3 separate regions of the Mus musculus genome follow, and regions 1 and 2 are each linked to region 3. A link is a contact called in public HiChIP or PLAC-seq data. All regions are on one chromosome and are shown on one strand. The core of a region is the stretch at or near the end of the contact, and the rest is flanking DNA. Distances in the headings are between cores, read along the strand shown. Region 1 has its middle 140 kb from the start of Gm25501. Region 2 overlaps Camk2d (calcium/calmodulin-dependent protein kinase II, delta). Region 3 has its middle 26 kb from the start of Camk2d.

Region 1 (2,997 bases), core at 459-2,958, 300 kb before region 3:
ATGAATCTCTTTCCTTTAGTGTTGCTGTTTCAGTAACAAACTGTATGTTATCATGTATTTTAAACAAAGCAATTATTCATAGAAGATATTCTTAACTCTCAATGCTTTTATGTATGTCATGTACATATGTGCGCACAGATATGCATGTGTACAAGAGTCTGCCTGTGCATTATCTTCTATTGCTTTTCATCCTTAATTTTTTAAAAACGGAGTCTCTCACTGTCCCTGGAGCTTTCAGAAAGCCTCCAGGAGCAACCTGTCTCTGCCTCTCTCCTCAGGTACTGCAGGTACAGATGTGGTCTCTGTGCCCAGATTTTACATATACGCTGGGAGTCCAAACATAGGTCCTCATGTTTAAATAGCAAGCACTTTACTACCAGAGCCATATCCATAGCCACAGCTCTTCAGAATGTCTCCTGACAAAGCAGTACTTTTGCCTTCTGTTCCACAACAATGCTATTGCTGCACCATATTCCAAATAGATTCTTTTTAACTAGGGTTGTCAACAAGACTCTTCACATAAGACTCTTAGCAGACTTACTATCTTAAAGATTGTGAAATTGTGGAGGGTCCTTAAAAAAAACGGTGCTTCAAGTGTTCATACTGAAGGTTGCTTGTACACAGTGGGGAGAAAGAGAGAAGTATTCTAGTTTGGAGGTTATAGTTTCTGTGTTCTCTCTCTCATCTCTGTCTCTCTGTCTCCCTGTCTCTCTGTCTCTGTCTGTCTCTCTGTGTCTCTCTGTCTCTGTCTCTCTGTCTCTGTCTCTGTCTCTGTCTCTCTCTCTGTCTCTGTGTGTGTGTGTGTGTGTGTGACTATAGGAAAGTCCAATCCTGAATTTTTTTTTTAAAGATTTATTTATTTATTATATGTAAGTACACTGTAGCTGTCTTCAGACACTCCAGAAGAGGGCGTCAGATCTTGTCACAGATGGTTGTGAGCCACCATGTGGTTGCTGGGATTTGAACTCTGGACCTTCGGAAGAGCAGTCGGGTGCTCTTACCCACTAAGCCATCTCACCAGCCCCCAATCCTGAATTTTTGACAGTCAAATGTTAGTCGTACTGTCTCATTTAATTTGTTTTGCCTCCTAGTAAAACCTGGCTACAGTTTCAAAAGCCACAGGGTTGCTGCAGAAAGTCCCCAAATGTTGACTTTGCTCCTTTTCTACACATAAGTAGGCACTGGGCTTTCTCCTTCCTGTCCACACAGCTCTCTGTCTAAGCAGTGAGAGGACACATCCTCTCCTCTGGCTTCAAGGCCTTTTGATAGTGGCCACAAGCAAGCATTAGGATTTCTGACTCAGAAACTTGTCTGTTCTTCAGGATTAAGTAAAATCTGTTATGTGCATTAACTGATGTTATCTTCTCAAACCTAGATGGTTCTGACTCGGAAAATGCATGTATATTTGAAGAGTTAATGTTACTTTCACTAGCTTTTTGTTTGCTCTGCTTTGCTCTTTATTGCCTCCATTCCCAAAGCTAAGTTTGGATGTGGCATTGCTTACTGCGATCTTTGCTACTTGACTATATCGTTTTAAGCATCAGTTTAAATGGCTTTTGTTAGCAGACAGAAGGGCTATAGAATGTTAACGAGCCCAAAGCAATGACTCATTTGGTATCTGGAAGAGCTGATTTCACTCTTATGGGACTGGAAGCAGAAACCTGTTTAATAATGACATCAGTCTTGTTGCCATGGTTGCAAAAAGCATGTTTGCACAGGTAGTCAGAGCTGGGTGGCACTTCAGTTTTCCTCTGGGGAAGAAACACTACTGCCTACAATGCCATGCTGATCCCAAGTGGTTTCAGGAACCATTTTTACCTTAATTACACAGTTCTTAATTATGAGTCATAGCATTAGGTCAGTCATGTCTGCAAAGCTGCTGTTACAGCCCACATATCTAACTTGCTCTAGAAACTTTGTAATGATGAGATATTATCATTTTTTTAAAAATGACATTAATAAAACCTTCTGCTTCTGAGACATTACCAATCCAGGGAAACTAAAGGCAAATATAGTGTATTAGAGTTATGTTATTGTTATTTTTAATGAGTTAGTAATTTTTCTTCCATTTATTTTTTGGTGAGGAGGGAACACATTTCTCAGTAACCGTTCTATTGTTGTCAGGAGATACTATGACCAAGGCAACTTATATAAGAAATCGTTTAATTGAGACTTGCTTCAGTTTCAGAGGATAAGTTCCTGATCTTCATGCTAGGAAGGATGATGTCAGGCATACAGGCATGGTATTGAAGCAGTAGCTGAGAGTTCATATCTGACTCACAAGTTGTAGGCAGGGGCGTGGAGTCAGAGAATGGGCATAGAGTGGACTTTTGAAATCTCAAAACCCACACCCAGTAGCACAATTCCTCCAGCAAGGCCATATCTCTGAATCCTTCCTGAACAGTTCCACCAGCTACAGACCAGGCATTCAAATATATGAGCCTTGGGGGTCATTCTCATTCAAACCACCACTGGACACAAATGCTATAGTGTTCCTGTAGAGGTCAAAGGACAATTTGGGATTCAGTTCTCTTCACCATGAGAACATGAAATTATGGACACAAGCCCTGAGGCCTGGCTACAAAGTTGTCTTATTGCTGTAGTTATTTCAAGGAGTATATAGAATAGGTATGGGGAGAAGGGACATCTCTGTCTTGTCCTGAATTTAGTGGAAATGCTTTGAATTTTTCTCCATTTACGATGATGCTGTTTGTGGGCTTGCTGTAAATTGTCTTTATTGAGATATATCCCATGTATCCCTAGTCTCTCTAAGACTTTTTATCACAAAGGGATGTTGGATTTTGTCAAAAGCCTTTTCTGCATTTCATAAAATGATCATAACTTTTTTGTTTTTCAGTTTGTTTTTCAGACTGTTTTGTCAGTTAGTCAATTATTACATTTATTACTTTACAGAAATTGAACTCGTCCTGCATCTCTAGGTTGAAACCAACTTGATCATGCATCTCTGGGTTGAAACCAATTTGAACATTGTGGATA
Region 2 (3,285 bases), core at 196-2,695, 260 kb before region 3:
GTCAGGGGCCTCATAAAAGGATTATTAGAGCTGTCTATATAATGGCTACTAACTATGTAAATGTTTATAATGTAAAAGGATCATGCTTATAGTCCACAATAGTTGCATAAATTCTCACTTGTATGAAAGCATAGAACACGGGCTTTCCTAGATCCTCTACACACTTATAATATCTGTTTTTTTCCCATTTAATTGATCCATATGAATAATGTAGCCATCCTCGGGACATACTGATGGAGTGGTAGCAGATGATAATTCCGTAGCAAGGATGCTGCCAATGGCACATTCAATTTAGTTAGGCAACAGGTGATTCATCTACCTGTTCTTGGCAGCGTGAAGCTTTGGTAAAGGTCCATGATAGCCAACCTGATTCTGGATCATGAAGGACAACTGTGAGAAGCTGCTCAGGAGCGAGAGTGTAGGAGATGTGGCTTCCAAGTGAGAGTGTAAAAGATGTGACTTCCAAGTGAGATTATAGGAGATATGACTTCCAAGTGAGAGTATAGGAGATATGACTTCCAAGTGAGAGTATGGGAGATGTGACTTCCAAGTGAGAGTGTAAAAGATGTGACTTCCAAGTGAGAGTGTGGGAGATGTGACTTCCAAGTGAGAGTATGGGCGATGTGACTTCCAAGTGAGAGTGTGGGAGATGTGGCTTCTAAGTGAGAGTGTAGGGGATGTGACTTCCAAGTGAGAGTGTGGGAGATGTGGCTTCTAAGTGAGAGTGTAGGGGATGTGACTTCCAAGTGAGAATGTAGGAAATGTGGCTTCCAAGTGAGAATGTAGGAAATGTGGCTTCCAAGTGAGAATGTAGGAAATGTGGCTTCCAAGTGAGAATGTAGGAGATGTGGCTTCCAAGGCTCCCTCTTCACATGAGACTGTCATTTAAAATTAACAACCTTTTCAGTAAGTTATAGGCTGGCTGGAAAACTATAATTTGAAACCAAAACCAATCTTTTAATACTAATAAGAAATAAGGAGGAAGAAGGAGGAAGATGAAGAGAGGAAGAGGAGGAGGAGGAGAAGGAAGAGAAGGAGGAGAAGGAGGAGAAGGAGGAGGAGATGAAAGCCAAGTGTTGGTTTTGCGACTTCAGTAGGCAGTTTACAGAGTGTGGACACTTCTGGAACAGTTCCCAAGGTCCAGAAAACCTACATCCTGTCCCACTCAGATGATGGAGTCAGGAGCAGCAGTAGAGAGTGGCCATCTTTCACTCAAAACCACGATTGCCCAACTCCTCCTTGCCCACCCCCATCCCCCACAGCTTTCTGATGTTTTGCTACAGTGGCCTTTTAAGTTTGTTTATGCATGCTCAGAGCCACACAGACCATCTTCTATTTTACTTCCCATGCTGTTCGAGCTGGCCAAGCAACACCCAGAGAGGCCTCAAGGAGGATGCTTCTGTGCTGTGTCACCCTGGAGGCAGTGTGAGTCTTGGCTTAGGAAGGGCCTGGAACTCAGGAATTTCTGAAGTGTTCATTTCCCCCAGGCAAAGGCGTGTGAGTGAGTGAGTCAGGGCTGGGCCTGGCACATGACAGCTGACTCTTGGAAGGAAAGCAGAGGGTGGAAATGAATCACTCATGTACAGTGCTCTGAGGTTAGGAGTCGGAGCTGTTGCCACAAGCTCAGCATCTGACTGACCTAGGGTGTGAGGGTGGGGTGACTGCCGCCTCACTCTCCCTCAGCAACAGAGAGCTGTGGAGACAGTCACTGGGCCACAGCCTTGGCTACTTGTTCTCTAGGAAGGAGGTCTGGTCTTTCTGCTCCCTTTTTCTTTAAGATAGTGATGGCTGTGTTTGAGGATTTCCAGCTTGGGAAAAGAGATGGGAGGAAGGCATATGGAAAAGATGACCCACATCCACAATGCACTTTGCATGCCCGCATGCAAACACATTGGTCCTATTTCTCTCCCCACACTCACAGATTCTTTGACATTTTTTTTCTTTTTTTAAATCAATCGAAAGATCAGAAAATGTTCAGCTCCTAGGCCAAAGAAAGTTGACACAAGGAGTAGCCTGGGCCATCTCAAAGCTACTTTCTTTTCTGGTGAGGATAAAGTGAATGCTGGAAAAACAATTGATTGGCAAGCATCAGGTTACTTCAGGGTTCTTTTCTCTGTGCAAGGATTACAGCAGAGCAAATTTCATTATTGTCTGATAAAGAGCCTACAACTTGAAGATACCCTAAAACACCAGAAGCAGAGGTCTGTGAAAAATCAGGCCAGGCCCCTGATCTGGCCCCTCAAAAACCAAACCAAAACACACACACACAAACAAACAAACAAAGAAACAAACAGAACAGCGCTGAATGCGAGGGTCCCCTCCCCCATTGGAACTATAGGGTAAGTCTATGGTCCTTACCGGTCCCCACCTTCTCTGTGCCCCTTAGCAATCAGACTAGGCCAGATTAAATTAGGTGTGGTGGAATTACCTCCCACCAGACTCCAGGAAGGCTCAGAGAAATAAAAAGCTCTCTTGTTTTCCCAGTTTTCTTAGGGTCGCTGAAGTATCCACACCTCTCTTTAGAAGCTCATTTGTGCATTACCTAGAGGTTGTCTCGCCCGCTCTTCCACTTTAAGCTTCTAACTGGGAGTTTTGAAAGGAAGGCCCTTTCTTCTCTAATGCTGCTCTTGTATGATGCACTGTGTCTCCAAACGCTCCCCTAATGATTCTGTCCCCATCCCCCAGAGGTTGAAAGACGGTCCCGTGCGAGAGACTCTGTTCTGCTTTTCAGCTTTGCCTGTTAGGGTCTAGTGTCGGAACACAGTCACCATCACAGGCACTCAGAGATCTGCAGCTCCTTCCTTCCCAACTCTACCTCAAAGCCCATTTTAAAAGCATCACTTGAATATTTCATCCACTTCAAATACAACTCCCTGCATTAAGCTTGTCAAGGTCCATGACTGCCGATGAGAAGAGACAGGTGAGATGACATCTGCACTTCTTACTGTGCACAGAAACTCGTAGATGAACACCCTCTAATCAGGTGATGTCCTGGACAGATTGTAAGGTCTCAAGAGAGAATACAAAGTGCACAGAGCTGCTAGGGAGGGAAATCCCAAGAGGGACCATGAAGGAGACAGAGAAGAGAAGCTTCAAGCAATGCTGTGACTCTCAGAGACAAAGCTTCTTACATGCCCAGAGGGACAAGCCTGCAGTGACTCACTTCCTGGTTTCTCAGGTCTTCCTTCCCTACACAATCTACTGGTTGGAGAGAGTGGCAGTGCCAGTTGTCATTGAGATACTGATCTGCTGCCTCTTCGGATCACTGACACTGAAGAAAGCAGA
Region 3 (3,011 bases), core at 119-2,618:
GGTAGGTGAGAAACAACACTCTTACTTTTATATGCATATCATAGCTCAAGTGTGCCAGTGCAAACAAATGCCCATTATATATGTATACCCACACACGCAATTAGAGGTAACAAATGTAGAAGAAAAATATTCCAAAGGAAAGGAATGATGGATGAAAGCATAATTTTAGCCATTGTTTTTGACAAGGTATTATTCATGGGTAAGTCTATTAAGCATAATTATGTAAATGATCCCCAAAGTATAAATAGTCTTTGGCAATGTTTAACCACTCATATGTGGGGACCAGTTAAGAGTGGTTTGGATTTTACCAGAACTTCTATTTTTGCCATGGAATAATAATTAAGAAAGGTGAAAGGGAATTATAACATCTGGGCAAAGTTGGGGTAAGTATGTTCAAAATACACTGTACATGTATGAATATTCAGAGAAGAAATCAACAGTACTAAAAACAGTTATATAGTAGAAGTATAGAGCAACATAGGTATGGTGACACATAGAGACATAGGGTTGATAAGCTTAATGAGCCAGTGAACCAAATGTCATATTGGAACAAGTAGGCTTAAAGAAGTAGAGATGGCAGAATGAAATGTTTGGAATCAAAACTCAGAGATAGTACAGGGTGTGACCTGGTATGACATGAGTGGGTCATGGAGAGCAATATGGATAAAACCACAGACACTGTGGAGACAAAGGGATTTGGAAAGTGACATCTTAGGTCACATGGTTGTATTTGGAAGCTGATAGACTGACAATACAAAAGGCACAAGAGAGTGAGGGGGCATTGTAGATCTTGCAGCTCTTTCTCCAGCAGCATGTCTGCCTGGACACTGCCACTCTCCCTACCATGACCATAATGGATTAAAGTTTTGAAACTGTAAGCCATCCCTGATTAAATATTTTCCTTTGTAAGAGTTACCCTGGTTTATGGGGTCTCTTCACAGCAATGCAAACCCTAAGACAGAAGTGGAGAGAAGAATGGGGGTCAACATATGTGAAACTGAGTTCCTTGAGAAACTAGGTTTCTGATGATGCTACCCGTGAGCCGGTATTGAAGCACTGTGAGTTTTGCTTTGGAAATCACAGAACACTCTTGTGCAGTGGTCTAGTGTAGTTGATCACTCCTGCAGCTGGAGCTAGAGTAGCAGGGAGGAGGTGGTCTCAACCTTGAGATGTCAGAACAAAGGAAGTGTAGAAGTCTCAGTCTCAGTGTAAATAGCTAGAGAATGACTGTTACCCAGCAACCTCTCCTTTCTATCAAGAGCCTTTTCAGTGATGCTGGTAATTGGAAAATCTCCCACAGAAGATTTTGATTACTCATCTTTGGTGAGTAACTGAACCAATACCACATCAGCTATATGAGCGTCATTGCTAGTTGTTGACAACTTCTGATGAGTAAGCATTGTGGTATGTATGTAAACTGGCCACATAGTTGCTATCTTAAATTTTGCTCTTGTTTCCATTCCAAAAGACATGAGTGCCATTGAAACTGTAGAATATATGAAGAAAACATATTTTATTAATTCTATTGTATTCATTATTTATTTGTTTTTATTTTATGTGTATGGGTAGTTTTACTGCTTGTATGTCTGTGTACCATGTGCATAGAGTTCCTGCAGAGGCCAAAACAAGCTGTCATATCCCCGGAATTAGGATTATAGTTGATTGTGAATCACCATGTTAGCACTAGGAAATGAACCCTGGTCCTTAGGAAGAGCAACAAGTTAATCACTGAGCCATCTCGCCCATATTATTTTTTAAAATAACTATTAAAACAAAGATGTCTTTCTTTAATTAAAGAGAAAAAAGGGCTTAGATATGGTCCAATTGTATTTTGGGTTGTAGACAAAATATGGAAAGTATACTGTTTAATTATAAACTTGTTTATGAATAGGCAAATGACTGTAAATGCTAATTCTACACAATCAGAAATAAATATGCAAATGCCTTTAAGTGTCATGACGTTTACAGAAAATTTGAAATAAGCAGTCAAGTTAGAAGCTCGACTCTGCCTTTATGTACTTAAAGTTATAACACTTTTTTTTCCATGAGACAAACTAAGTTCATGTGCTTTTAACTTGGCAACAATCTCCTTACCTAGAGAAAGATGCCATGGACGAGCAAAGGCCATGCTAAATTCACCTGAAGCAAAACCCTAGAGGATCACCAATCTCACCCATCTTTTCTCATCTGCAGAGGGGATCATACCAAGCTCTTTCCCTATACAGGGTCTGGTAGTCAGCTCTTTGACCTTCTGGAGGAAGAAAACATGTGCAAATCTTCAAGTCCTAGAAACAACAAAGAATTCTACTTGTTTATCTCCCAGAACATTGGCGGGAGTATCGTGTTCAGTCCTGACAAACAAAGGCATCCTAAAGAGTGATGAAAGTACTCAGCGCCTAGCATCAGTCATGTGACAGTACAATGGTTGTCGCTGGGCTACAAGTAGAAATAACAGCAGCCGCAGCATGTTCGTGGAATTAGAAATGTTTCTAGGCTTTATATAGAATAAATAAATATACAGTTTTATTTAATGAACTCGATTGAAGTGTCCAGTTAAGCAAAATGATTCAATGATATGACTAAAGCCCATAAAACAATGTTTTGAATTCCATAGCTCGATGGTCCTCATTCGGATAGTCAGAAAAATGGTAAATCTTCACTCCATTTGTAACTACATAAGCATCTTGGGGTTTGCAGAAAAACAGGGCAGTGGTAGGTTGATTATAAATTAAGTGGCTCTCCGAGAGGCCAGGCTGATCAAATTAGTATTTAAGTATGTGGGTAAGAATGTCTAAAAGAACTGTAGTTACTGCTCATTGCCTAATCTGCTCAAACTGCTGGACTCTCAACCTTCAGCTATACTTAGCTTAACTGTTTGAATAGTCCATAATTGCAGTGCAGAGAAATCAGATGAGGCAAACATGCAACATAACAGCTAGACACAGCTCAGTAGAATTCATTTTGTTGAGAATTATGAGTTTGCAGAGAAAACAGGAAGGAGAGTTGCAGGC

Evidence for each region. HiChIP or PLAC-seq counts read pairs in DNA pulled down with a chosen protein or histone mark.
Region 1: a contact with region 3 is called in an HNF4G HiChIP or PLAC-seq map of pancreatic cancer cells. The contact joins two enhancer-like sites. A contact is called at or near these places in 1 of 484 Hi-C or Micro-C datasets (bone marrow-derived macrophages) and 2 of 115 datasets of contacts at active chromatin or transcription factors (large pre-B cells and pancreatic cancer cells).
Region 2: a contact with region 3 is called in a FOXA1 HiChIP or PLAC-seq map of pancreatic cancer cells. The contact joins two enhancer-like sites. A contact is called at or near these places in 7 of 484 Hi-C or Micro-C datasets (B cells, the N1E-115 cell line, Th2 cells and 4 more) and 5 of 115 datasets of contacts at active chromatin or transcription factors (the 230-238 cell line, CD8 T cells, T-cell acute lymphoblastic leukemia and 2 more).

The regions. Positions count from the first base shown.
Region 1 is chr3:126,868,437-126,871,433 of GRCm38.p6, reverse strand. No RefSeq gene overlaps it. Among named protein-coding and RNA genes, the nearest start is that of Gm25501, 140 kb to the left of the region's middle. Within about 2 kb of position 1,708, at least 41 of the 459 cell types and tissues checked have an H3K27ac peak or open chromatin away from gene starts, as enhancers often do. A contact at or near this core is called in pancreatic cancer cells, where this site is marked.
Region 2 is chr3:126,829,856-126,833,140 of GRCm38.p6, reverse strand. All of the region lies in intron 16 of Camk2d (calcium/calmodulin-dependent protein kinase II, delta), which reads right to left. Among named protein-coding and RNA genes, the nearest start is that of Gm15551, 160 kb to the right of the region's middle. Within about 2 kb of position 1,445, at least 145 of the 459 cell types and tissues checked have an H3K27ac peak or open chromatin away from gene starts, as enhancers often do. A contact at or near this core is called in pancreatic cancer cells, where this site is marked.
Region 3 is chr3:126,569,143-126,572,153 of GRCm38.p6, reverse strand. No RefSeq gene overlaps it. Among named protein-coding and RNA genes, the nearest start is that of Camk2d, 26 kb to the left of the region's middle. Within about 2 kb of position 1,368, at least 29 of the 459 cell types and tissues checked have an H3K27ac peak or open chromatin away from gene starts, as enhancers often do. A contact at or near this core is called in pancreatic cancer cells, where this site is marked.